5 separate regions of the Mus musculus genome follow, and all the other regions are linked to region 1. A link is a contact called in public Hi-C and promoter capture Hi-C data. All regions are on one chromosome and are shown on one strand. Each heading gives the region's core, a stretch centred on a gene start, on an enhancer-like site or on the middle of the called end of the contact. The rest is flanking DNA. Distances are from core to core; before and after follow the strand shown. Region 1 holds the start of Kcnj6 (potassium inwardly-rectifying channel, subfamily J, member 6). Region 2 overlaps Gm31641 (predicted gene, 31641). Region 3 overlaps Gm31641 (predicted gene, 31641). Region 4 has its middle 20 kb from the start of Gm41507. Region 5 has its middle 91 kb from the start of Gm31754.

Region 1 (5,439 bases), core at 1,137-3,636:
CAGATACTTGGTTCAAATTCAACTGTTTTCCTCGGGATCTGATCTCACTCGAGCACACGTGTGTGTGTGTGTGTGTGTGTGTGTGTGTGTGTGTGTGTGTGTGTCACACACGCGCTTGTGCGTGCGTGTTTCCTTTCCTCGAGGAGGGATATTTTCTATGTTCTCAGGTCAGCTTTGATCTTTTGCGGTTTCAGTGTTTATTTTGAGCAGTTACTCTGATGCACCATCATGCATGAAATGGTTGATTTGCTAACTCCTGTGTGCCACATAATTCCATGGATAATCTGACACCCGAATTCAGCACGAACAGGGAATTTGATAGATAGAGATTGCCTTCCCAAGACCACAAGATCTAGAGTTTGCTAGGGGCAGCCATCCTATCAGGGACATGAACTCGCTGCACCTTGCTCTGGCCTTGGTGCTGAAACCAGAACCTGCTCAGAATGGCATCTACGGAAACTTTGCCATGTTGGAGGAGAGCCTGACAGGATATAAGTGCCCTCTCGTGGATCACTCTTAGGGAGCTGGACCCAGCTGATACCCTAGGATACCCTTAGGGCACACGGTGGGCATTTTTTTGCCTGGAGCCAAGAAAGTTTTGTCCAACGGTTTTTCCTGTCGCTGGAGCTGCTATGTCTCCTCCCACCTGGGTCGCCATGGAGACTCAGCGCCTTCCTTCTCCAGGCAAAATGGGCGAAGCTTAGTTAGCTCAGCCCTGATTGTAGCAAGCCCACTTTCTCGGACATTGTCCTTCTCCATTTTTATTTATTTATTTATTTTTTACCAAAAGAAAGCTAGCCAGGGCATTAGTGCTTGAACGGAAGTGCATAGCACACGGTACCTGAGAGCTCCCCAGGACCCGGAGACTTTGGAGAAAGCAGTTGGGAGCACACTGAAGCTATAATGAATTGCAAACTCCCAGACACTGGAGGGTTCCCCCCTCTCAGTCCTCTCCTTTTGGGGGAAGTAGAGGTGAAGAAGGGGTTGTTTGGAAAATTCTGTTATTTCCTTTTCAATAAGCTCAGGTTGTTTCTGTGACCTTTTCTATGTAGATCTGTTCCCCCTCTAATATTCTCTCCATATTGAACCCTGTATATATACCTGTGGATCCACCCAGGGCTTATTAGGCGTGGGGAATAAGAATACCATTTCAGTTAAAAAACTAACCCAAGCTTAACGTCTTGATACAAATGAACACATATCCAGAGAGAAGCTAAGTTAGCAGATTCATCTAGCCCCTAAATGCCATAAACACTTCGTGTGACCCTGGTGTTCCCTGCTTTCAGTTAGTTTACTTAGTCCTTGTCTTTCATCAGCACGGCACATCTCGGGTTTACTGATGAAGACTATGAGAAGTCCTCCCCTGTCTCAGGTTCATTTCGCCCTTCTGCTCACTTTTCCTCCTTCGCATCCTCTCCTCTTTATGCCCAAACAGAACAAGGCTACCGCTTTCCACCAAGACAATGGGCTTTTCCTAACTCTCCCTGCCTACCCCACCAGCCGCCCCTGCCTGCGGGATCATCTGTATGTTTGATCTTCACTAGAGGTGCTGGAGCAAGGTCCACAGTAACTGACCCATTCTCTAGCGCCCAGGGCAGGCAGACCCCTCCTCCCGCCACCCACCCAGGCGAGTTTTTAAGCAGCTAATGAAAACCCTATGAGACACATTTCCTTTTGGTTATGTAACCAAAGGCAGCTTTTCCTGCCTCTGGTGGACTTCAGCATCATGTCTCCGCTGAGTAGGGAATGCAAGCAGCCACAGTGGGGCTGGGGACCTGGCAGCCAGGACCCGAAGGCTCGAGGATCCTAGGACACGGAACATCTGTCTGGGATCCATGCCAGCTCCTCGCTTTCAGCAACTCAAACGCACTGCTTACCTTGTAGTGGACAGGGTAGGTTCACTCCATCCTGATCGCCTCTCTCGGAACGGAGCAAGATTCAATAATTCACTCCACGGTGAATGGCGAGGGAAGAAAATACAAGAAAAGGAGGAAACAGACCAACTGGAAGCAGATGGTCCAATTTCACATCAGCCCCGGCAGGCTTTCAGGAGACTCCATTCTGCTGCTAGCGGTTGGGTCCAGCTCCTGCTCCAGCTCCGACTCGCCGGTTCCCGCGGATCCCCACCCTCGGCCCGCCCAACCTCTCCAGCCAGGTGCTGCCGTCTGGTGACTGGCTCCCTCTGGCTGGAGGGCTGGGCGCTGGGGCCACCGCGGGGCAGAGGAGTGCGCGTGTGGGCAGGGACTGAGGAGGAAGCCCGGTTGCGAGGAAACTGGGGGACAGCCTTGAGTGGCAGAGGGAATAAATCCTCGTTTAGGAGCAAAGTGATAGACCTTGCAGGGAGACGTCATGAAAGCCGCAGATTCAACGAATGCTACTCGGTTCCAGCCCCACGGGCTGAGCCGCGCTGTCAGCGCACGAAGCGACGCGTCTCTGGATAAAAGCGGGCGCAGCGCCGCGCGCTGGAGAACCGAGGCGACACAGTGATCAGCTTCGCGGCGAGGCGGAAGAGATGGAGCCGGACCCTAGCTGCCCACCCTTCGCCCAGCCTCTTGTTCTTTTTAACCTGCAGTGGACTCAGGCGCTAAAACAGGGGAGCGCCACCGAGAAATAGGGGTTTCTAGTGCTGGGCGTGAGGAGTCTTTGGGTCTTAGATGCACAGGAACCTTCCATTCCCTCATGTCACTTAAGTCCTAAACTTGAGGATCAGTTTATGCCTACTTGTTATAGCTTCTCTTTTAGCTTTGACGAAAATTGAAAAGTGGGGTTTCTTCACTGCCATCCATTGGGCTGAAATAGATCACACGTGGCCAGCACAGCCCAGAGAGGCCTTAGCCAGCAAGAGGGGCCTGAGGGTGGGGGTGAGGGGGGGGGCCTGCAGCCCAAGACTTTGCTCACACAGATCTAAGAGCAAGTCTGTGCTGTGCTTTCTCTATCCTATCCACCACTCCAGGGACGTAGTGCCAGCTGCTGCCCCCACCCCTACTTTGGTTAAGCTTTCTGAGCTTTCTGAGTATAATCTCAACTGCCTGTAAACACACACACCCCTCGGACAGCCACCTAGTTTGGATTTAACCTGCTTTTGCATGGTTCTTTCAGGGGGCATCCCACAGTACAACCTGACTTTCTTTTACGGTCATTTTGCAAGCAGTAGCTCATTTCCAAAGCCTTCTCGCATCTAGCTTCCACCCAAGTACAGACCTGTTTATGCATTTTTAACCCAAGGAGAAATAGTTTCGCAAGGGTCTGTAAAAGTAATTGACACCACTGGCTGATAATTCTATAATGGCCCTATTAACCACGGGGTATTCTGTTTACTTCACAGCTCAAGAAGGTGACCCTTTCTGATGAAGGGATTCATCGAGATCTGCTCTTAGCAGTGAATGATATTTTATTCTAAACTCGCGCTCTAAAAGTAGGTGTGCATGCATGTTCATGCATGCGTGTGTTGTGTGTGTGTGTGTGTGTGTGTGTGTGTGTGTGTGTGTACCCACAGAGTATAGAAGAAAGCATCATATTACCCAAAGCATGAGTTACAGGGAATTATAAGCTGGGTAGTGTGGGTGCTGGAGTAGAATCTGGGTCCTCTGTAAGAGCAATGCAGGCCCTTAAGCTCTAAGTCATCTCAGCCCCTATTTGTATCTTTTAATGTCTCTCAGGAAGACTGTCTGCTTTCTGAGCCAACTTTGCTACAGAAAGGTGTTTACCTCAGTTTGCATCAACAGCTGGGCCCTCCTTACCCACACAGGCTACGAGTTTGTATTTGTTGATGATTTTCCCCGAGGGACTGTGATCTCAGTTGCTCGTGCCTCAGCTTTTGTGTGGCATTCAGAGGCATTACTATGCACAACATGTGATCTTATGCTACATAAGTCTGCTGGGCTTAGCAATTGTGTCAGAAATGAAGACAAAGCAAGGCCCTGGCAGAACAATGCCCTAGGGGCCTAGGGGTGTTAGCCCTGGAACATTAGATCAGTTCTCAGCACTACTGTGTAAAGAGTGCTTTATTTAATCTGCAAAGTGGGCATGGCTAGTATATATTTCCATCAGAATTTCCAAAGTGTCTTTCTCACAGGGCACTTGAAATTAGACAGTGGAGATATGTTCTATCTCCATTAACCCCCCAGAACCCCCAGCATGAAACTGCAGCTAGGGTTGTGTGTGGTCCTCTGAGCTTCAAGAATAGTACACAACTGTGCTTTGAATGGGACAGGTCACATTTAATTGGCATGGGGTTCTGTGAGGCCATCTGAATTCATCTATTCCCTGGAGCTCGGACAATGAGATCTGCCTGAGTGTATCAGTTGTGCTCAGGGGCTGCAGGATGCTGCCCCTCAGAGCCCTCAGGGACCCACCTCTCAAACTCCTGAAGCACATTGCACTTGCATGTCTGCAATGTCTCATGCCTGTCCTACAGTGTCAAATGCAGGCCAGGCAAGGAGCCAGGAGGATTTCCTCCTAGAGGTAGAGCTGTGCTCCGAAGCTGACATTGGCCCTGGCTTTTAGGATTAATTAATTATACAGGTGAGCCTGATCCCTCCATATATCAATTCTTAATAGAGGCCTATTAGCCAGTAAAATCGACGGAATGAATGATCTCTGCGGGGCACCATTTGTTTTGGCCTATCCTTTTCCTCACCACGGACTGGGTCAATTTACAGCTCAGGCTGTCTTCCTGGTGCATATGCAGACCAGCCTTGCCCTGAACTGGTGTGCAGGGGTTTTCTGGCTGCTTGGTCAGGGCTTGTTACCAACTTAAAACCTTGGGTTCCCATGGAAACACAGTTCTTCTGCTCCTGACAACTCCCCTACAAGTAAAATCGACGTCCAAACTTAACTCCTAATAGTCAGGGGTGATAGATGAGCTGTAAATTTCGGTTTGTGGTGATTAAAGCATTTTGATTTATTTATCCTAGGGACTGGAGTTAAGGGCTCAGTGGTTAAGGGCATAAATACTCTTCCAGAAGACCTACCCACATGGCAGTATCGATAACTCTGGCTCCAGGGGACACGATACCCTCTTCTGGCTTTCTCAGGCAACAGACATGCAAATAGTGTACAGACATACGTGCAAGCACAACACCAAACATGTACAATAAATTAGAAAGTTTTTTTTTTTTTTTTTTTTTTTGAGGCAGGGTTTCTCTGTGTAGCCCTGGCTGTCCTGGAACTCACTTTGTAGAAAAGGCTGGCCTTGAACTCAGAAATCCGTCCGCCTCTGCCTCCCGAGTGCTGGGATTAAAGGTGTGCGCCTCCATGCCCAGCTAGAAAGTTATTCTTTTCTACAGTTCTGCTTCGAAAAGACTGGATGACTCCGTCGGGTTTGTTAGAGGGAATAGTGGAGCTTCTTTTCCCAAGCCTGTCTGTGCACTGGAAGATGATTCTTAAGGCATTTCCAGGTGTAAATCAGGAAGGGTCTTCTGCTAAGTCAGGTACATC
Region 2 (4,864 bases), core at 2,103-4,602, 190 kb after region 1:
AGTCAAAGCTAGCATTGGTAAGGATTGATGAGATCATTCTGGAAAAAAAAATGAGAACACAAAAGCCACAAGGAGTAGTAAGGACACACTAAGTGCAGGGTGTGGTGGACGCTTAGCATCACAAGCCAGCATGATTCCACAGACTAAAATCTTAGTGGGCAGTTTTACAGCAATGGTAACTTTGCAAAATTAACCTAAGAAGAAATAAAAGGTCAAACCAAACCACTGATGACTAAAAACACTAAATCTGAACTCATTCTAAGCTGGAGAGAGATTGGCAGAAGTTCTTAGCTCATTTTACCGCAACACAAAACTTGACAACAAATTATAAAAAAACCCGATCTCAAAAAACACTGAGCAGGCAACAGAATTCAGCACCCTCTGCCTACAAAAACTGGAAGCAAACGGAAAACAGATGGGGATTCTTTAATCTGATTTTTAAAAGAGCCCAAACAAAGATAAGCATGCAAGAAATAAACACAAAACCCCATGATTTCTCACTACGGATAAAGCTGAAGGAGTGCGTAGAGGCTTTGCTAGCTCAGGAGTCCACAGAAGGACTTGGCCTTTAGCAGGACATGCTTCATCAGGCTCAAAGCCTCTGCATGGGTTACAACAATCAAGAGAACACGGACTTCAAGCCCAGCAAAGTCAGCCTCTTGTGCTGGCAGGAGACAGCGTGGGGAAAAGCAAAGCAAAACAAGGGTCGGGGAGATGGCTCAGTGGTTAGGGGAGCATGGGACTCTTGCACAGGACAGGAGTTTAGTTCCCAGGCCCTTGTCAGGGAGCTCACAATGGCCTCTAACTCCAGTTCCCTTCTGGCCTCCAAAGGCACCTACACATACACAGGAGAGGGGTGGAGGGTGGGGGCGAGGGAGAGGAGAAGGGAGAGACAGAGAGAAACAAAGAGACATAGAAACACAAGGAGACACAGAGAGACAGACACACACACAGAGAGAGAGAGACATAGAGACACATAGAGAGAAAGAGAGACAGAAAGAGAGACATAGACACACACACACACACACACAGAGAGAGAGAGAGAGAGAGAGAGAGAGAGAGAGAGGGAGAGAGAGAGAGAGAGAGAGGGAGAGAGAGGCCAAGAAATATACAGATAAATAAAATTAGACAAAGTAACAATTCTCACATAATTTTCAAATAAACATGGTTTTATTAAATGAACATTTAACAATTTAAACCATAAGTTAATGAGGGAACTACTTAAGATGTTTCAATCAGATCAAAGAATTCCATACACAGACCCCCACACACAGAAAATCAGAACTTGGGAGGCAGAGGCAAGTAGATCTTGGTGAGTTCAAGGCTACCCTGCTCTATACAAAACAGTTCTAGACCACCCAGATCTACATAGTGAGGCCCTGACTCAAAATAAATAAATAATTCATCTGTTTAATTAATTAATTATAATTAAAAGCAAGATGATTTTATATTCACAGGGCAACAGTCAAGGGCACACCTCCAGAAAATAATGTATTTAACTGTTTAGAGGACAAGCCTCGGCTGCTTTAAAGTCAGTTTTCTTTTGGAGTGTTAAGGCAAGAAGAGCAGATCCCTGCACACAGGCAACCTGGGCAGGGTCCCCACTTACCCCCTGCACACAGGCTCCCTGGGTAGGGCATCCAGTCACCTAGCTGCCCATTTCAAAGTCCTTCCATTTTTTTCTTGAAAGTCTGAACGTCATCTCAATGTTAACTGTCTGTAAATATTTGATTTGAATGAACTTTTCCACACTTTGATATTTCTGATTGTCTATGTACACAGTTCTCAATAATTCCTTATTTTAATTTTCAAGTAGAAATCACTGAAGTGGTATACCACTCACAAACAAGCCCACAGGGTGGTAGCTAACACTTGTAGTGGCCCACAACCTGCTTTACCCCAACTTCTAGTAAAATGGCTGCATGGAAATGTACAAGGGAAGGGTGGCCTTAGCTACTGTTGTGTAGCTGTTTCCTAAGAATGGGAACCTTCCTTCCTAGGGAGGAAAAAGATTCCTAAGACCCAGGAAATACACAACATCCAGGAAGTTCCTGAAACTTAAGATGATCTAAAAGCTCATCAAGTTCCAGATTCACAGGACCCCCTTCCAAAGGATATATATATGTATATATATATATATATAAACAGTTGCTGAAGAGAGAAGATTCATACTGGAGCCGCCTGGAAGTTGGACAGGGAGCTCCTGAGAGATACAGCTTTTGAGAGTCATCATCTATGCTTTTGATGACATAACTTCCTTTGGGCCACCCATGCTCCTGTAGTAACTAACCACAATAAAATTACATATTTGCCATGCTAGACATGGGTAAGATGTTTCTCTCATTTTGGGATAAATAGATGATGAATAGATACTTGTCTAAATCTACCTGTGTCTTAGTCAGAATTTCTATTCATGCACAAAACATCATGACCAAGAAGCAAGTTGTGGAAGAAAGGGTTTATTCAGCTTACAATTCCACATTGCTGTTCATCACCAAAGGAGGTCAGGACAGAAACTCACACAGGGTAGAAACTTGGAGGCAGGAGCTGATGCAGAGGCCATGGAGGGGTACTGCTTACTGGCTTGCTTCCCCTGGCTTGCTCAGCTTGCTTTCTTATAGAACCCAAGACAACCAGCCCAGGGATGGCACCACTCACAATGAGCCCTCCCACCCTTGATTACTAACTGAGAAAATGCCTTAAATCTGGATCTCACAGAGGCGCTTCCTGAAGGGAGGCTCCTTTCTCTGTGATAACTCCAATTTGTGTCAAGTTGACACACAAAGCCAGCCAGTACAACCTGAAAACATAAATTGCCCAAACAATATGAATCTATAGCCTTACCCACAATCCATTTCCTTGTTGCCTGTTTGCACCCAAATGTCCCGGCTGCTAAGGTGTCACATATCTAGGTGCCTGACAGTTTATGGAAGGCAAGTGTTTCTTTAGCGATCTCCTAATATCCTTAGCTGTGAAGTTCGCCTAGTTTCCCGGGATAGGTGGTTTATTCAAAGCCCTGGGGATACGGATGCATGGCTTGACAAGCATGAGATTGGAAGGCAATGAGCTGTCCCACTGAGGAAAGAAGTGTCAGAGAGCCAAGGGCACTCTCTGAGGAAATTGGAATCAGAGGCCACAGAGGCAGTGCACAAGAAAACAGAGACCCTCAGGAAAGAGGACACCTCTCTGTCGCTGTTCTTGGCTGCACTGACAATTGCCAGAATAAGCCAAGGCATCATTTTAAAGGCTGAGGACAAGAGGAGAGCTCTGGGGCTGGAACTCACCTATGATGCTTGTTGTAGGCCGTTGGCCTTGTGCAGGCTGGGCAGCACCTCTGCCAGCTCTTTCTCCTCACCAAGGATGCTGCAGGCGGCAGAGAAAAGGCCTCTTGTAATAAAACCAGCCTCTGTGAGCCATTCAGAGATTCGTGATAGGGATCACTGCCCAAATTAATTTGCTAGCAAATAAAGCATGGGATGCCAACATCAACAAGAGAGGCTGCCAGGCAATAGGTCAGAGCGAAGCACAAGTTGTGTTCCCCTCTGTGCTTGCGGCTGCAACGGCCTTAGAAGCCCGGGTCTTCTTTAAACCACGATGACTTGATTTTGCCCGTGATATTTCTTTTTGGGGATTTCAAAGTATAATTTAAATTTTTGGTTTAAGTTTTTATTTTTAAATGCTAAACAAATTTTCATGTTTACAGGGTGATATTCTTATATACCACAGAATGAATGATTATGTCCGGTAGTTTCTATATTCTTTATTTCATTCACATAGTTACCACTTTAAAAAAAAATAACTTTCTAAGTTAATATTGAAAGTAATTGGTTTCATTATGGTGTTTTCTTTTCCGTTTTTAGGTTATCAGTGTGGTGTGTGTCTGTGTGTGTGTGTCTGTGTCTGTGTGTACATGTGTGTGTGATAGAGAGGGATACATGTGTATTGCTGTGTGTGCATGTGTGTGCCTGCATGTGTGTGTGCATGTGTGCTTGTGTGTGTATGTGTACATGTGCATATGTGTTTGTATGTGTGTGTGCGTGCATGTGTGCATGTGCATGTGTGTGTGTGTCCACATGTGTGCATGTGTGTGTGCCCATGTGTGTGTGCATGTGTATTTGGTACTCATGTGTGTGTGTGTGTGTGTGTGTGTGTGTGCATGTGTGTGTGTGCATGTATGCATATGTGGTCAGAGGACAACTTTGTGGAGTTGGTTCCTTCATTCTCTGCTCTGAACTTTGTCTCTGTAACTCCTTCTAACAGTCCCTGAGGGCATCTGCACATATGGCAAACAGACACACATATACACAAGTAAAAATAAAATGAATCTTTAAAAAATAAATTAAAAATATTAACATTCTATTTCTAATATCCAGAGACTGCCCCACTTGGGGATCCATCCCATAAACAACCACCAAATGCAGATACTATGGCAGATGCCAACAAGAACCTGATGACAGGAGCCTGATATAGCTGTCTCCTGAGGGCCTTTGCCAGTGCCTGGCAAATACAGAAGTTGATGCTCACAATCATCCATTGGACAGAGCACAAGGTCCCCTGTGAAGGAGCTAGAGAAAGGACCCAATGAGCTGAAGGGGTCTGAAGCCCCATAGGAGGAACATCCATATGAACTAACCAGTACCCTCAGAGCTCCTTGGAACTAAACCACCAATCAAAGAAAACACATGGTGGGACATATGGATCTAGCTGTATATGTAGCTGAGCATAGCCTAGTCAGTCATCAATGGGAAGAGAGGCCCTAGATCCTGTGAAGGTTCTATGCCCTAGTATAGGGGAATGCCAGGACTGGGAATGGGAGTGGGTGGGTTGGGGAGCAGGGGGAGGAGGGAAGGGATAGGAGATTTTC
Region 3 (5,097 bases), core at 1,424-3,923, 200 kb after region 1:
CCCAACACACTTTTCTCCCAACTTAAAGACATTTAAAAAGAATAACCCATTGAGTCTTATCTGTGCGCATGGGTCTGAGTCCACCCACTGAGCCATCCGCTGGCACGTGGGCCACACTCGTGGCCACATCTCCAAAGAAAATTGATGCTCCCTCTAGCAAGCAGCAACCTCTAGTATCTCTCCAGCTAGGGGAGAGGGCCCAAGCATGCTGGGATTTTAACTGGCTTGATCGTGTGCAGGTAACCACAGCTACTGTGAATTCATGCAGTCGATGTTGCTTTCACGTCCAGAAGCTAGCATTTCACAGCTTTCAATCTCCAGCTCTTAATGCTCTCAGACTCCTCTTTCTGCCTGTTCTTCCTCAGTGTGTGTGGTATGGAACACAAAAACCCAAGGATTTCTTTTTTCCACTTAGGGCCCGTGAAAATAAGAACCGGCACTCATGTCCTCAGCAGGATGTGCAGGAGTTACTAACTGCAAAGCCAGGCTGTAGGTAGTATTCCTGTCTGGCTCACCTCATTCCCCAATACCACAGCAACTCTTATAAAGGAAACCCTTTAATCGGGGCTGGGTATGGTTTCAGAGTTTTAGTCCATTATCAATGTGGGGCAGGAAACATGACAGTGTGAAGGCAGACTGTTTGCTGGAGGAGCTTAGAGTTCTACATCTGGATTGGCAGGCAGCAGGTGGAGAGAGTGACACTGAGCCTGGCGTAAGCTTCTGAGACCTCAAAGCCTACCCTCACAGTGATACACTTCCTCCAACAAGGTCACACCTTCTCCATCAAGGCCACACCTACTCCAACAAGGCCACACCTCTTAATAGTGCCATACCCAATGGGGCCATTTTTATTCAGACCACCACAGGGATCTATGTCGATTTTCCTTCCCCCTATTCTTTTCTTTTGTCTCATTCTTTCTGGTGGTATCTCCAATCTGGACACCTATTGATTCTTATTTATTCACTTATAATTTATTTTTGTTTTTATGCATGCATATCCATGCCTACATGTCTACATGTATACATGGGGTGCTGGCAGAGGACAGAAGAAAGCTCAAATAACAGGGTGGCTGTGAACCACCCAGTGTGGGTATTGAAAACAAAACACTAGTCCTCTAGTCCTCTCTAAGACGAAGTAGTACATGCTCTAACCACTGGACTACCTCTCCAGTCCTCACATCCCTTGATTCTTGACAACTTAAGGGCATTCTGTCTCCCTCTCATTGCAATGACAGTGACATAAAGAACAACAATATAGCAGGTGTTCCAGGCCATCACGTGAGCTGCCCTGTTCAGGAGGGCCCAGCATCCAGTCCCTGGGAGGTGAAGACAAGAAGCAGGTAGAGCAGGGGGAGATGGGCTTTGGTTTTTCATTTCAGAAACAAAGCCCAAATATGGTCTTACCAACCTGTTGCTGATGGGAGATCAATAAGAAAACTCACAATCTCTGAGGGAGGTACCAACCATCATGACATAGAGAGGTCTGGGCCTGGGTCCTGCTTCCTATGAGTTCTTGTGGTTAGATGATGACAACAGAAACATAAATTTAAATTTGATTATTTGAGAATGTCTGAATTTATTCTCAAGTGACTTGCTTACTGCAAAGTAACAATTCTTTTTAGACAAAGTGCTCTGCTCCACCCCAAGCCGTCACCCTCAGGAAGCCATACAACTGTTACATATATGGGAAGCCCCTGCCTATGCTGGACTCCGATTCCCTTTATATACACAACAGGCAATGAAACCAAAATGATAGATGAGTAGGGAGAATCCTAGACCTCCCTGTCCTTAGAGCCCAAGATTTGATGGCAAGCACTTTCATTGGGTGTCTTAGTTAGGGTTTTACTGCTGTGAACAGACACCATGACCAAAGCAACTCTTATAAAGGACAACATTTAATTGGGGCTGGATTACATGTTCAGAAGTTCAGTCCATTATCATCAAGGTAGGAGCATGGCAGCATCCAGGCAGGCATGGTGCAGAAGGAGCTGAGAGTTCTACATCTTCATCTGAAGGCTGCTAGTGGAATACTGGCTTCTGGGAAGCTAGGATGAGGATCGTAAAGCCCACATCCACAGTGATACACCTACTCCAACAGAGCCACACCTCCTAATAGTGCCACTCCACGAGCCAAGCATATACAAAACCATCACATTGGGGCACCATTACCAGAAGCCTGTGTCTCTCTTTGCTGTGCTGTGCTATCTTACCCTTCTCCCTCGAATCAACAAAGGTGGCATGTGCCTTGTCCTTGATGGTGACAGAGGGGCACAGTTGACCTCCATCAGTTCTGGAATCATCCAGATTGACTCTGACTGGGCCTTGGAGCTGGGAAGGGAAGGTTGGTGCTCTGGTCAGAGCTTCTGCCCCACCCTGAAGCCTTCTGTTTTTCTCCTTCCACACCATCTGTTTCTTACCTACTTAATGACTGTAGTCTGATTTCCATCTGGTCATCCTTCCCAAATCCAGGGGTGCAGAATACAACAAATGGTGATAAATGGAAAGAAAGGAGTAATAGACGTTTCAGCACTGATCATCTACAGATTTACCAACAATTATAAAGTTTGGCTCTCCTTCTAATTCATTTTCATGTGCGAGCCAACAGTGATCAGTCGTATTAAAGGCCAACATCGCTGCTATGTTTTTCTTGCCAAGTCAGCTGGAGACCAGATGGTTATACTGACTTCCCCTTGTGCCTCACTCCTCCCAGGAATGGGATATTCGAGGAAAAGTTCAACCTCTGGGCTTGCCTTGGGGAACTTTGGTTTTGTTTGAAACATCCATAGCTGTAAGCCTCTAAGTTATTGGCTGTTTCTCTCAGGAGAGTGATACAAGGTTATGTCTGAAGGTAAGTGCTCCTTGTAGACCAGACAATCTGTTCTGCTCTGTCCCTGTACCCTCCTGAAGGCAAGGTGGCCACCAGGTAGTATGTTTTCTCCTCTTCCAGATGAGATGACCTCCCTGGCTAATCAATATTTTTCTCATCTCCTGGGGGTTCATCAAGCCATGTGCCCTTACAAAAACACAAGGGTCCAGAGAGAAACCCATCCTGAAAGTGAACCCACATTCTGACATGTTCCAACTTCGAAGTGAAAATGACAGGTGAGATCCCTGTGCACCCCACCTGCTGTGCTGGCATCAGTGATGCTTGACTGCTTGAATCTGTTGCCAGGCAACAGCATGGGGGCAAGGTATGTTGGGGAAGTAACAACAGACCTCAGGCTCAAGACAGTGGGTTGATCTGGACAAGTCTGGAGACCTTGGCTGCTATGTGTGAAACACAACAGAAGGATCTGGCACAGGATAAGCGCAGTTTGCCAAGCACTGCGGGGCATCTATCTTACACCCCACTAACTGCTGTCTTGCTCCTGAAACATGCCATTTTCATAATTGCATCCTGTGTCAAGAAGATGCCATTACCTATGAATGCCCGCATGTGGTGAGCCCTAAGGATGGAGTCTCTGGCTAGTATTCAAAGTAGACATCAGCACCTCTCATTCCTTCTTGTTGTTGCTTATAGACAGCTCCTTCACTCCCACCACCCAGTGTCTCTGGGCTCTGGAGAGAAAGGGGTGTTAGCATCAGTAGCAGATATTTGCCATGCAAAGACTTAGTGTCCAGGTACAGCAGCCATATCCATCCTACAGATGAAGACAAGGAGCTCAAGAGGGGTGACCCTGGCTGAGGTTGCAGGCTAGTGCTCAGGACCAGGTCCTAAACCATGGCCTTCTGAGGTCTGCAACTGTGATCTCCATTAGAGTGGAAAGTGGGGTTCTCAGTTGTGAGTGGTTATGCATTTGACAGGGTCTCTTAGAAGATCTGGGACATTTTTGGTTGTCACTGTTTCTATGTCCTCGTTGGTAGGATCAGAGATGTCGCTGCATAGGATATCCTTACAGCCAGAAATGCCCTCTGTTGAGGTGGGAATCCCCAATGAAAAGAAAGCACAGCACGGTGCACACACAGAAACAGTGAGTCTGTCACCATCTACTGTCTATTTATGTACCTATCCACTCTCTATTTGAGCTGTCTCTTGTCTACCTACTGTCATCCATGCCTATGAAACCTCTTCATGTATACAGCTATTATCCATCTACCACTTACCTGCCATCTAGCTATTTACCTATCATCTATAATTATCAACCTAGCCTGTATATCTATTGATATCTCATCTATTCAGCTCTATCTTTCATCTCCCCCCACCCCCAATACCAGCTAAAACCCTAAGTCTTTTGATAGATGGGATGAGGTAACTTCGGGATTTGGCTTTAGACTCAGAATGCCTGGTCTTTTGAAAGAGACTTTAAAGTTTTCATAAGTCTTAAATCATTTAAAATATTTTTAAATTTTTCCAGTGTGTGTGTGTGTGTGTGTGTGTGTGTGTGTGTGTGTGTGTGTGTTGTGGACACATAGTAGATGCCTGGAAGTCAGAGGACTTCCGGGATCTGTTCTCCCTTTCAAATTCAGGTCATCAAGTTTGGAGGCGCATGGCTTTACCCACTGCTCAGTAAAGGTGGAGGTGCCCATCCTCCACCCTAAATGTAATTCTACTCAGGAAATTACAGAGTTAAAGCATATTATAAGTTATTGTTCCTTGAAGGTGTGGTGGTGTTTGTGAGCGTGTGTGCATGTGTGTGCTTAAGTGGTTTAAGTGTTTGTGAATGTGTGTGTGTGTGTGTATGTGTGTGTGTGCAGCGGGTTGACTCCTGGTTGGTTCCTGTGGACTTTCCCTTTGACTATGGAAAGTCCGGGTCTTCCCGGAGACTTTGGACTTGTATTTTGTCTGCACGCAACCTTGAGAAAATGAAGCATTGTGCCAAGACAGGTTGTTTGAGCAAGGCTTTGGTCAAGGCTGTCCTTGCTGCCACTCCATTCTTATGGCATCGAATTCACTTTGTATGTTGTATCAGTCACATACCCCATGTGGCTTCAACACACAGCCACACATGTTATAGCAAGACACACCACACATACTGTTAACATCTTACATATTATATTCATAAAATCACACTAACACGTGAACCATTATGTCAGCACACACGATATGCTATAATGATAATTACACATCGTATCAACAAATATTATACATGACATTAA
Region 4 (4,733 bases), core at 82-2,581, 250 kb before region 1:
ATGCTACCCCGCAAACATGGCAGGTATCAGTAGCTCCAGAAATACAGGAAACTATAAACATAGCGAGACAATCAGGAACAGATAATTTGAATGCTTTTCAAATGTGTGTGTTTAACACAATTCAATCAATTGTAAACATGTAATTTTGTGTTTAGTGATGAATGGAGAATCCTTGGACATGCAGGTCCTGGCACTTGAGGACAGTTCCAGCCTGTCCCAGCTCTCTGCTGCATGCCCTATCATGATATTCTACTCCTGATGGGGACTGACCTACAGTACAATCCAGAAGACAGTGGCCAGTGACTGCCCCCATGAGTACTGCTACAGAGGAGTCCCATGAGTAGACTGGAAGAGTTTAGGGCTGAGGTAGAAACTAGCAGACAGTCAAGGATTCCTGCTTATAAAGTTACTGTTGTCTCCAGATCTGCTCAAGCCTGGCCCCTGCTCTTTATCTCCATCCACTGATGCAGAGTTCCTGAGCTACCTACCTACCTGGTGGCCAGCTCAGAACAGGACAGTTAATAAGGTCATCGAGACCCAATATTAGCCAGTATTGTGTCCGTACTGGCCTTGGCTCCTTGGTTGATATTCTACAGATTCTTCCTGGCTTAAGGCTAATGCCCCACACCATGTTGGCAATGAGAGTTTGTGCTTGCTTTGATATCTTCTTAAATACAAAGTGTGCATATACTGGGTCATCTCCAAAAGTTTACTATGTAACCAACAGTCTAACTTTCAATTCAGTGTTACAATTGTGTGATTCTCACTGTAATCTGCAATGCCATTCTGGACTGACTAGCTACTTCAATAGTCTCTAATCACTTAGCGAGAAAGTGAGACCTATGTTGCTGATGTTGCTGGGTGATTAGCCTTAGGCCGGGTATGCACAAAGGGTGCCCCACACCTATCACAAACACACTAACGGGTGCAGTGTCTGTTTGTTGTGGTGGTGTTTGTCCCATGATAACAGCCACAGCCCATGAGAGAGAGATGCCATCCGATCCCAAAGTGGAAAAATGATGTTTTTTTCAGACTAGCTAAGTGGGAAAGAAATAAGACCTAAGATGCATTTCCAGTGGACCCAACAAGCCTGCTTTGTCCTCGGTTTACCTCAGCAAGGTCTCTCATGTCTTTGGGATTCTCTTGAGCCTGGTCTTCCAGAGTCTCTTCTGGAGACAGGGTTAGCTCAACATTTTGACAGAAAATAGAAACCAGGGCTGCGGTTGAAGGAGAATGTACCCAATCAGCTTTTAGGGAGAGCCATAATGGGGAGGAAAGATCATCATGTGTTGTGTGTGGCAGGGCTTCCCAGTTGGACTCTTGGTCCCCACCTAGTGGTACTGTTTTGAGAGTTGGCTGAGACTTTGGGAGGTGGAGCGTGGCTGGGAAAGCCAGTCCCCAAGGGTGCATTTCAAAGGTTGGTTGATCCTCTGCTGGTTTCCTAACGCCCCACAGCCAGCTTCTCTCTGCTTCCTGTTCAGCGAGCTGAGAAGCCGCTATCACTCCCTGCACCACCATCCTCTGTTTCAGCACAGGCCCAGAATCAACAGAGCCCAGGAATACCGACAGAAACATCTGACAACAGATGCTTACATAAATCGTGCCCCGTAAGCCGTTTGTTTATGTCAGGGAGCATCAAGTCTGATTGGTGCATTAGGCAGTGAGCTTGCAGAGAGCTGTTGGTGCTGGCTGGAGAGGACTGAAGTGAGGAGACTCACCCCAGCATCGCCCACAGGGAGTGCTTCCTGTGAGTCCCTCGACTCTGCTCTTTGGAGTCCCTCTGGGTGTAATGTCTATCCCTTTTGCGCAGCTCCATGTGGGTGGTGAGTGTGGGAACACTTACCTTCCTTGGCCACATGCTGATAAATGCCTGGGTCACAGAGTGAGCAGCAGACTCATTTCACAGATGTTCCCCACAAGGCCCGCCACATGCCAGGAGGTGCTGTTTGGTCAAAATGTCAGACACTGGTAGAATGAACAGCTGTCTGCCAAAGGTGGGTGGGTGGGTGGGGGTTGCACTAGGTAACAGTTCCTGGCTGGCAGAGTGAGTTGTTCACAGTTTAATGCATTTGTAAAAGCGTGAGTGTCTGTGGAATATTTCATCACCCACCTTTGAAAGAGAGAGGGAATCAGGCAGGGAACCTTGGGCAGTGCACGATGCTGAAGAGATGCAGGCAGAGAGATCACAAAACAGAGAGGAAAATGTAGGTGGGTGGAGGGGGAGACTGTATAGTTATGGAACTGCCCTTGGATTCTGGGTGCAAGCTCCCACATTTTGAATGACCCCATGGCAGCTCATAGCACACTTTGAGATGAATTCACTCTCCTGCCCGTAGAGTAGGATGACATCTTTGGGCGAATATATGTAAAGAAACCGAGACCATATCAAATTATTCTTTTATTGTTCCAGTCAAAAAAAGAGGAACGCCTCAATATGTAAACAGTTTCCCTAACACAGCGATTTCTTAAATATATATATTTATTTATTCTAAAAAAATTTGGCATTGTAGAGATTTCTCAATACATAATTTGTGCTTTCGCATCAGGCATGCTTTCGCCTTGTCCGTGCGCAGACATACTTGGATTGAGTACAGGGAGTTACAAAAGGATCGGAAGGTGGGTCGGGAGCCAAACCAGGGCTGGAGCTCTGCCTGGCTTTCACTTGTAAAAAGCATTGTGGGGAGGGTGGCAGCAATGACCTCAGAAGCAGGGGGCAGCTATTTTACTGCGAAGAAATCTGAAGCCTTGATGGGAGACTTTGGGGAAGATGTTTTTCCCTGTGTTTTCTTGGCATCTCTAGAAGGTCATTGGTTTTGCTTAAAGAAAGCTACGGTGACTGTCCCAGCATTCTCAGCATATGAATTTGCTGGGCTTATAATCAACTATTCCATGACACTGAAACTCCACTTTTTCCTTTTTTTTTTTTTCCAGGCTCACTGAATTATTCTGGGGTGCTTGACGGTTGTGTCAAGGACATCTTGCTTCGGTTCAGTGGAGACTGTCCTTTTGTTCAACCTTAAGAGTTAGGAGCTATTTTGACACCGTGATGGCTTTAATAAACTACGGTCTGCATTCCTCCACCTTCAGCTCAGAAACTTCTACAGTTTAGCACCAGTTTTCACAATGTATTTTTACCAAATTTCCTGGGAAGCCACCTGCCCTTTGTAGACTAGCCTAGGCACTGTCCCCTGGCCCACTACAGCCATATCTTTATGTCTCAAGGTGGCTCCTCTTTATGGCATGACTTTTCCTTGGGTTTTCTCCTTCTGAAGCCTACCCAGACCTCAACAATATCAAGGTCTACCCCTCCCTGCCACACGACACTACTGCTTACTGTCCACACAGAGCCTGCCTCGCTGTTGTTAATTTCCAGGCAATTGGTTCTAGCTGTCCTTCTGGATTAACTAGCCTTATCCCTAAAACTAGACTGACTTTCTTCATGAGTGATGTGGGAGTTAGCTTTTGCTCATAGGGGCTTGCGTGCTCACTCAGTAAGAGTTGATGGCCACAGGGTAGTTGCAGACAATAGAAGATGTTGCTATTTCTTAGTGTCCCCAGATGACCTTGCTTAAGACCTTGGTCATTGGACAGCAAGCACCCATCGCAACCAACACACAGGAACCTCCAAGAAAGCTTTGCATGGGGTTCTGCCTTGTTTTAGCAAGCTGTTTGGATTGTTTAGAACAAAAATAAGTTTCATCATGTTCTCAGCCTTGAACCTGGGGACTGCCTCAAACCTGAACATGAAAACCTTATTTCTCTGCAGGGCACAAGCATTTTATTAAAATCTCCAGTTCCTAGGAAAAATTGCTGGGTTTGGAGTTGAAGATTAAGTCTATCTGTGCTTCCATGGTGGGGGGAGGGATTTGTGTTTGTTTAAAACATTTTAAAATTTAAATTTAATTTATTTTATGTGTATATGTGCATGTCTGTGTGAGTTTATGCCACTTTGGGTGTCTGAGAATATCAGAAGAGGGTGTTAGTTCTCTGGAGCTGGGGTTACTTGGCATGGATACTGGATGCCAGGGTTGCCTGGCATGGATGCTGGAGCCACACTTGAGTCCTCTAGAAGAACAGTGGGCATTCCTAACTGCTGAGCAGCAGCTAACAGCTCCTGTTCTTGGTGTTCTCTGGATTGGATTCTGGTGGGGGCCTTACGACACCTCAACTTTAAAACCCCGTTCCAGGGCTTCCTCCTTAACAGGTCTGTGTGAGAGTTTGGTGAGACCTTCATGGCACACCACAGGTAAATAAGTCCCCTAGACCGGACTCAGCCTTACCCTGTGTTTCCTAGAGCCATGATCAGAGGATGTTGAAAAACTGGTACCGATAGTGGGCTTTCCTGAATATGGTTCTTTTTCCTGTCCTAGAAAATAGGTCAAGGAGAATCTCAGCCACGGCACAAATCTGGCCCCTTACTGGGAGAGGAAGATACTGTCATTATTTAAAACTAATAGTGAGAAGGATTTCCATTCTTTTGTGCTTTGGACAAATAGCTAAACCAGGGCAGAAAAGAAAGTGATTCTGTTAACGTGTGTTGCAGCTAAAATACAGAAGGGCCGTAGAATGTTCTTAAGGCCTAAGCTTCTTTTTTATGGTGTGTTCGGTACAGTACCAGCACAGTTTCGGCGAAGTCCCTGCATGCATGTTTCCAGCGGTGCCGGGCTGGCGTTGTATCGAATGCAGCTTACCAATATCATGCTGGCATTGGATTACTTATACAACAGTATTCT
Region 5 (5,354 bases), core at 1,966-4,465, 150 kb after region 1:
AAAGGGACAAGCAGGGAGGATAATTACTCAGCCATAATTGCAACCAACACTGGACAGTCTTTTCCTAGAGACAGAGAAGCCTTGGTTAGGAAACCGAAGTACTGACGCAGTGGGTAGAATTGGCTTATCAACTGCCATGCTCAACGCCAATGCCTTTTCATGTTTTAATCCATTCTTACTTGCTGAAGCGTGCTCATTATCCTTTTGCATCTCCATAGATGTCTGCTCTAGGAACTAACAGAACAAAACAGAAAGCGTTGTTCCCGCTTTCAAATGCCTCCCTGGGAATTCTGGGAGATTTTCCTTCTGTGGAGCCCCGTGCTACCTACGGGCTTCCCAAGCACTTCCAGCCGTGGGTCAGCGCCTCTGCCAGCCCTTCATCTCCTTATGCATTAACCTTGCCTTGGGTCGGCAGATCCATTTCCATCAGAGCCAAAAACAGTATCCAATTTTCCATCCATTAGGTAATGTCTTGTGATTAAATACACACCTCAGGATGCTCTTTGCTGGGAAGGCTGTTCCCAAGGTCCCCAGAGGAGTCCATCAGTGACTGTAACTCATTGGACTTGGAAGCTGTGGCAGTTAGAAAGTGCTTCTCATACAACAGGACCCCGGCTCATCTCCACTCATGCGAACAAGAGAGTCACCGCCACAGAGTGAATTCTTACTTTTATGGTCCATTCATCATTGATACAAAGTAAGGAAACCTCCAGGCAGCGGAGGCAGGGGCCAGCATCCTGGCACGTGACCCTGAGGCCCGTACCATTCTTTCCCAACTCAAGCCGTTTTTTCTTCAAAGGTTTTCTCCTCATCTTTGGTTTATCAGATGGGTGAATGGTGTACTCAGCTGTGTTTAGTTTGAGTCTTGGTGTTTTCTGGGCTCTGGGATCTGGGGTCTGCTTCTGTCCATCTAATACCTGTTGATTTTGAAATACGCCCTGCCCACCTGCCTTGAATGGCAGTGTTGCATCTACTTGTTTTGCTTAAGCTGCTTCTCAGTCTGGACTGTTTTTCTGTGCCCCCTTCAAACTTCGAGATTCTCTTTTCAGATGGGACCTGTCTGCTAATGGCGAGGACGTCTTCCTTTACTGTTAGCGCTTTGGTTTCCAGCACCTCTTTTTATCTCTTCCTCAGAGTCTGCCCTCTAGTGACACTGTTTGTCCGTTCTTTCAAGTTATCTCCTGTTGGCGTGGGCAAGTGGAGGAAGCATATTTTCAAGTAACTTAATACTTTAAAATTCTGGTCTTTCACTAAGCAATGGAAAATCCCCAAAACTGATTATTATGCATTGGAGAGCGCTTCGATTTCATTGTAAGATTATAAACTGTTGTGTTCCCAGGGCACTTACTGTGAGCAAAAGCTAGATGGTAAACTGACCAACTAACCAACAGTAAGCATAGTTAGCTATTTTCTATCCCAAACACACTCTATGGGCTTAATTTCCCAGAACAGCATTTAATAGGAGACCACAAGGCCAAACCAAAGACGAACAAAAATGTAGAGTTCTGACTTCAAGCCCATGACACCTGATTCTGGAAGGGGTGCTAGCTTTCATTCTTTAACAAAAACTACAGTGATCTTCTCCATCTGTGGTCTAGCAGCCACTGCCCCCAGTGAGCAGATATAGTCTGGACCCTTGAAACACAGTTGTAGTAGTTTGCCCTGAAATGTCAGTATTTGTTTTTATTTTGGGGGTGTTATTGTTGTTGTTATTTTACTCATGCAACAAATGCCAAAGATTCTCTGAGAAAAGTCTTCTTGATGCTGTGACCTTGGAGTGTTGGTTCCTAAACTCTTTACGTGTTGGGTCTTAGAGAAGAAGACCCGAGTTGCCCCGTACACCAGGGTCCCTCACTGGGTTCTACAGAAGAAAAAGCAAGAGGCCATGTACCTGAATTTTATGGAGGAAAGGTGGCAGTCAGAGAGGCCTGAAATGGCTGTGGCACAAAGTCCAGGATTTTCACACTACCCACAGCCAGCCCTTCTTCTGAGGACATCTTTGACTGGATCATGGGTATTTCTGAGGAAGGCAACAGGGAAGGACCACCAAGGTTATAACCGCCAGCTAACCTTTTCCTGTGTTCCAGCCAGTGATAGATCTACTGTCCACACAATCATGGAAACCCATGAAATTACTGAGCCGTAAGACTCTAGAAGCCCCCTTCCCTGTGTCAGGCAGGGTCTTACGTAGCACAGGCTAGTCTTGAACTCTGAAGCTGAGGCTGACCTTGAACTCCTGGTCCTCCTGGCTCCAATTCCCAGGTGCTGAGACTGTACTTGCATTTTATAGAGGAAAGATGGCAACCAGAGAGAGATGAAGTGGCAAAAGACTCTGGGCTTCTCACCGTGCCCACAACACAGCCCTACAGGCACGCACCACCATGCCTGGCTTCCTGCACAGCCTTTTTAAAGGAATGCAGAAACTGAGCCATGCTCCACAGAATCTGTTTCAAAGCCACAGCTAACTCTTGACTGCACTGGGGTGTGTGTTCTACTTTTAGCAAGGCCTTTTGATTTTATTCTATTTGTATTTCATTCTGTTCTATTCCTTGTGGATTAAGTCTTCTCTGAGAACATATATACATACATTTGTGCATATATGTATATGCATATGTGCATATATATGTACATGCACATCCTGGAGCCAGGAGTTCAAGGTCAGCCTCAGCTTCAGAGAGTTTAAGGGTCATCTGTGCTACATAAGACCCTGTCTGGCACAAGGGAAGGGGGCTTCTAGCATCTTCCAGCTCAGTAATGTCATGGGGTTCCATGATCTATCACTGATTAGAACACAGTAAAAGGTTAGGGGGCTGATATAACTTTGGAGGTCCATATACATATGTATATGTACATATGTAACCTTGGAGTACACATGTATATGCACATATGGATATTTACTCCTTAGGGGCATAGGATCTGGCCCTTCATGTTGTCATTTAACTCCTCAGGATGTTTATAAAGGCGAAAAAGAAATGTATAAAGAAAGGAAGTGAAAGAGAGCACTGTGAGACAGGAGTGAGCAGCCAGCCTGAGCTGGCTCTCTTCTTACCTCGTCACCAGGCAACAAGAGGCATTTCACAGACCTGCCACCACCCCTATCGCTCTGGCATTCCATTTGAGGCCACGTTGGAAGAGAGATGAGGAAGGTTTATGTTTCTCTTGCTCACTGATGAAGGATGAGAAAGATGATTAAGACAGAGAGAAAAAAGGACGGTTAACCTATGTCACAGGAAAATACTGACTCACAATGAGACGCCTCGGCGTGAGTCATCTGAGGACACCCTCACTGTGCTGTTTTTGTTTTGTTTGTCTAAACTATTATATGGCTTTCGTCACATGCTTGCCTGTCTTGAGTCTAAGCTCTCAGAGTGGGCAGGAACCTGAGGGTCTGCTTCGTGCTATTAGGATCCTCTCTGAGCTTAGGGGAACTAAGGCCAAACCTGTTTAACAGTGGGCCAGATTTTTGACTCTCTGGTCAAAATGAATGCTTGCCTTTTAATTCCATGACTTGGTCTTCCTTACTGCACAAATACATACACAGATACATTCATACATGTATACACACATCACACATGAATAGATATATATATACACACAAATGCATAGATATATATTTACATACATAATACACATAGATACATATTTACATATAAGATACATAGTTAAATACATGCACACATACATATATATGTATCTATACACATGTAAACACACATGCATATGTATACATATACACACATGCACGCACACATACCTACACACATACATATACACACATACTTGACAATTGAGCAACTAATGAAAGCACAGTTTTTGTACCAGTTTGATAGCTTTTACGGGATGAGAGCCTATATGAATTCTGGTACGATGCTCTTTTATTTCTATGTTTCTCAAACTGTGAACCAAAGTGTCCAGAATAAGTACTTTGAGCTTAGTAAAGCTGGCTATAAATAAAGCCAATGTGGCAGAGGTTTGGAATATAGAACTGCCTATTTCTACCCCAAAGCATGAATGAAACATGGTCCCTGTGGGGATTAAGGATTGCTTTCTCATCTGTACTGGTAAATGGATCTTAACTGGAGAAAGTCTCGAATTATATTAAAGGCAACATGTCCAGGTCCAACTGTAGACATGACCATGGCAGCTGTAGTCGCCTCTGTCCCAAGGTGAGTCAATCTGAGAGGCCCTGTGGGTTCTCAAGACCACAGGTGGCACCGAACCATATATAATGTGTGTGTACATGTATGTGTGTGTGTGTGCTTGTGTGTGAGAGAGAGTGCATGTGTGTGCAAATGCATACTATGTTTCTCCCATGTACAAAGACTATGATAAAAGCACAATTAAGAACAAGATAGGATGTCTGCAACCCAGTCCTGAGATGAGAATCCAGTGAACGTAGACTCTCCTGTCTCTCATATACACACACGTACTCATTACCTGTGCCGTGGGAGTTGATACTTGACACTAGGGATCCTCTTTGTCTGTCCTTAGTCCCTGGCATACCTTCTGATGTGGGGCTATCAAGCAATGAAATCAGAGAAACCTCTGTGCAAATCATGCCTTGTCAGGAAGTTGATCTGAAATCTAAGACAGTCATTAGGTGCCTGGGAGTTGAGTCAGGTCACGTCAGCACCATGAGTAGACTGACAGACGTGGGTTGCATTCTAGGCTGGAAGGCAGAACCCTAAGAGACAGCATCCCATAACTCAGAGAATCTGTTATTTGAAAGTGTAAATGTTTGGTTCTGGAATTTTCCATGTACTACAAGCTTACAGGTGAAGGTGAGCGACTGAAACCTTAGAAGGTGAGACTGGCTATGGAAGTCTACTGTGCCATTCCAGGGAGCTTACTGCATAGCTTGTGGGAGCCAAAATGAAAGTTAATTAACTAAACATTTGCCTTTGCAGAAAGTCATTCATCAGACTAGATTATTTATTTATTTATTTATTTGTTTATTTTTGTAAAAAAAAAAAGGAGTGGAAACATTGTTGGTGTGAAACAAAGTTTGGGGAAGTTAGTTTTGTTTTGTTTTGTTTTGTTCTGTTTTCCTATCCTTGGCCAAATTCTGGCCCCACTGTAGATGGAGATATGTAGAAGAGGAGATAGTCTAGAGAAGAAGAATTAGTTTAAAATGATCTTGGGAAGCCAGGCAGAGGTGCGTGACCACTCTGAAATAGATTGAGAAAGACACACAGTGACACAGAGGACAGGCGTGAGGCTCAGTCCCCAGCAGGCAACAGGGAAAGCGTGGGAAGAGCTAACGTTAGCTTAGAAGGCAGTACCTTGCCCTGTGTCTATAGAAAGTATAAACACAATACAGGTGTGAGGAATCACACAGCCACACCTATGAGGGG

The links. Promoter capture Hi-C pulls out the DNA fragments that hold promoters and counts their contacts. Hi-C and Micro-C count contacts between places; a contact is called where the count stands out from the background.
Region 2: a Hi-C map of cerebellum shows a contact between it and region 1, with 2.2 times the contacts expected there. The contact joins the enhancer-like site here to the promoter of Kcnj6 in region 1. A contact is called at or near these places in 1 of 39 promoter capture datasets (hippocampal neurons), 6 of 484 Hi-C or Micro-C datasets (the N1E-115 cell line, cerebellar granule neurons, cerebellum and 3 more) and 4 of 115 datasets of contacts at active chromatin or transcription factors (astrocytes, embryonic forebrain, embryonic midbrain and 1 more).
Region 3: a contact with region 1 is called in a Hi-C map of cerebellum, with 2.9 times the contacts expected there. The contact joins the enhancer-like site here to the promoter of Kcnj6 in region 1. A contact is called at or near these places in 2 of 39 promoter capture datasets (cranial neural crest and hippocampal neurons), 5 of 484 Hi-C or Micro-C datasets (the N1E-115 cell line, cerebellar granule neurons, cerebellum and 1 more) and 2 of 115 datasets of contacts at active chromatin or transcription factors (embryonic forebrain and neural progenitor cells).
Region 4: a promoter capture Hi-C map of hippocampal neurons shows a contact between it and region 1, with 7 times the contacts expected there. The contact joins the enhancer-like site here to the promoter of Kcnj6 in region 1. A contact is called at or near these places in 1 of 39 promoter capture datasets (hippocampal neurons), 3 of 484 Hi-C or Micro-C datasets (cerebral cortex, forebrain and nephron progenitors), 4 of 115 datasets of contacts at active chromatin or transcription factors (embryonic forebrain, embryonic stem cells, forebrain and 1 more) and 1 of 9 other capture datasets (embryonic stem cells).
Region 5: a Hi-C map of cortical neurons shows a contact between it and region 1, with 3 times the contacts expected there. The contact joins the enhancer-like site here to the promoter of Kcnj6 in region 1. A contact is called at or near these places in 3 of 39 promoter capture datasets (the HPC-7 cell line and hippocampal neurons), 3 of 484 Hi-C or Micro-C datasets (cerebellum and cortical neurons), 4 of 115 datasets of contacts at active chromatin or transcription factors (embryonic forebrain, embryonic stem cells, forebrain and 1 more) and 1 of 9 other capture datasets (adipose tissue).

Annotation. Positions count from the first base shown.
Region 1 is chr16:94,995,310-95,000,748 of GRCm38.p6, forward strand. It overlaps Kcnj6 (potassium inwardly-rectifying channel, subfamily J, member 6), which reads right to left and starts at 2,387. Exons shown (of 4, transcript NM_010606.2): 1 at 1,878-2,387. Gm31407 (a long non-coding RNA gene) reads left to right here and starts at 2,919. Exons shown (of 2, transcript XR_385080.4): 1 at 2,919-3,415.
Region 2 is chr16:95,182,094-95,186,957 of GRCm38.p6, forward strand. Gm31641 (predicted gene, 31641) reads right to left here. Exons shown (of 5, transcript NR_153766.1): 5 at 2,444-3,363. Among named protein-coding and RNA genes, the nearest start is that of Gm31754, 56 kb to the right of the region's middle. Within about 2 kb of position 3,353, at least 3 of the 459 cell types and tissues checked have an H3K27ac peak or open chromatin away from gene starts, as enhancers often do. A contact at or near this core is called in the N1E-115 cell line and cerebellum, where this site is marked.
Region 3 is chr16:95,200,003-95,205,099 of GRCm38.p6, forward strand. All of the region lies in intron 3 of Gm31641 (predicted gene, 31641), which reads right to left. Among named protein-coding and RNA genes, the nearest start is that of Gm31754, 38 kb to the right of the region's middle. Within about 2 kb of position 2,674, at least 7 of the 459 cell types and tissues checked have an H3K27ac peak or open chromatin away from gene starts, as enhancers often do. A contact at or near this core is called in cerebellar granule neurons and cerebellum, where this site is marked.
Region 4 is chr16:94,742,595-94,747,327 of GRCm38.p6, forward strand. It overlaps a transcript of Kcnj6 not described here. Among named protein-coding and RNA genes, the nearest start is that of Gm41507, 20 kb to the left of the region's middle. Within about 2 kb of position 1,332, at least 68 of the 459 cell types and tissues checked have an H3K27ac peak or open chromatin away from gene starts, as enhancers often do. A contact at or near this core is called in cerebral cortex, forebrain, hippocampal neurons and 1 more, where this site is marked.
Region 5 is chr16:95,147,521-95,152,874 of GRCm38.p6, forward strand. No RefSeq gene overlaps it. Among named protein-coding and RNA genes, the nearest start is that of Gm31754, 91 kb to the right of the region's middle. Within about 2 kb of position 3,216, at least 22 of the 459 cell types and tissues checked have an H3K27ac peak or open chromatin away from gene starts, as enhancers often do. A contact at or near this core is called in cortical neurons and hippocampal neurons, where this site is marked.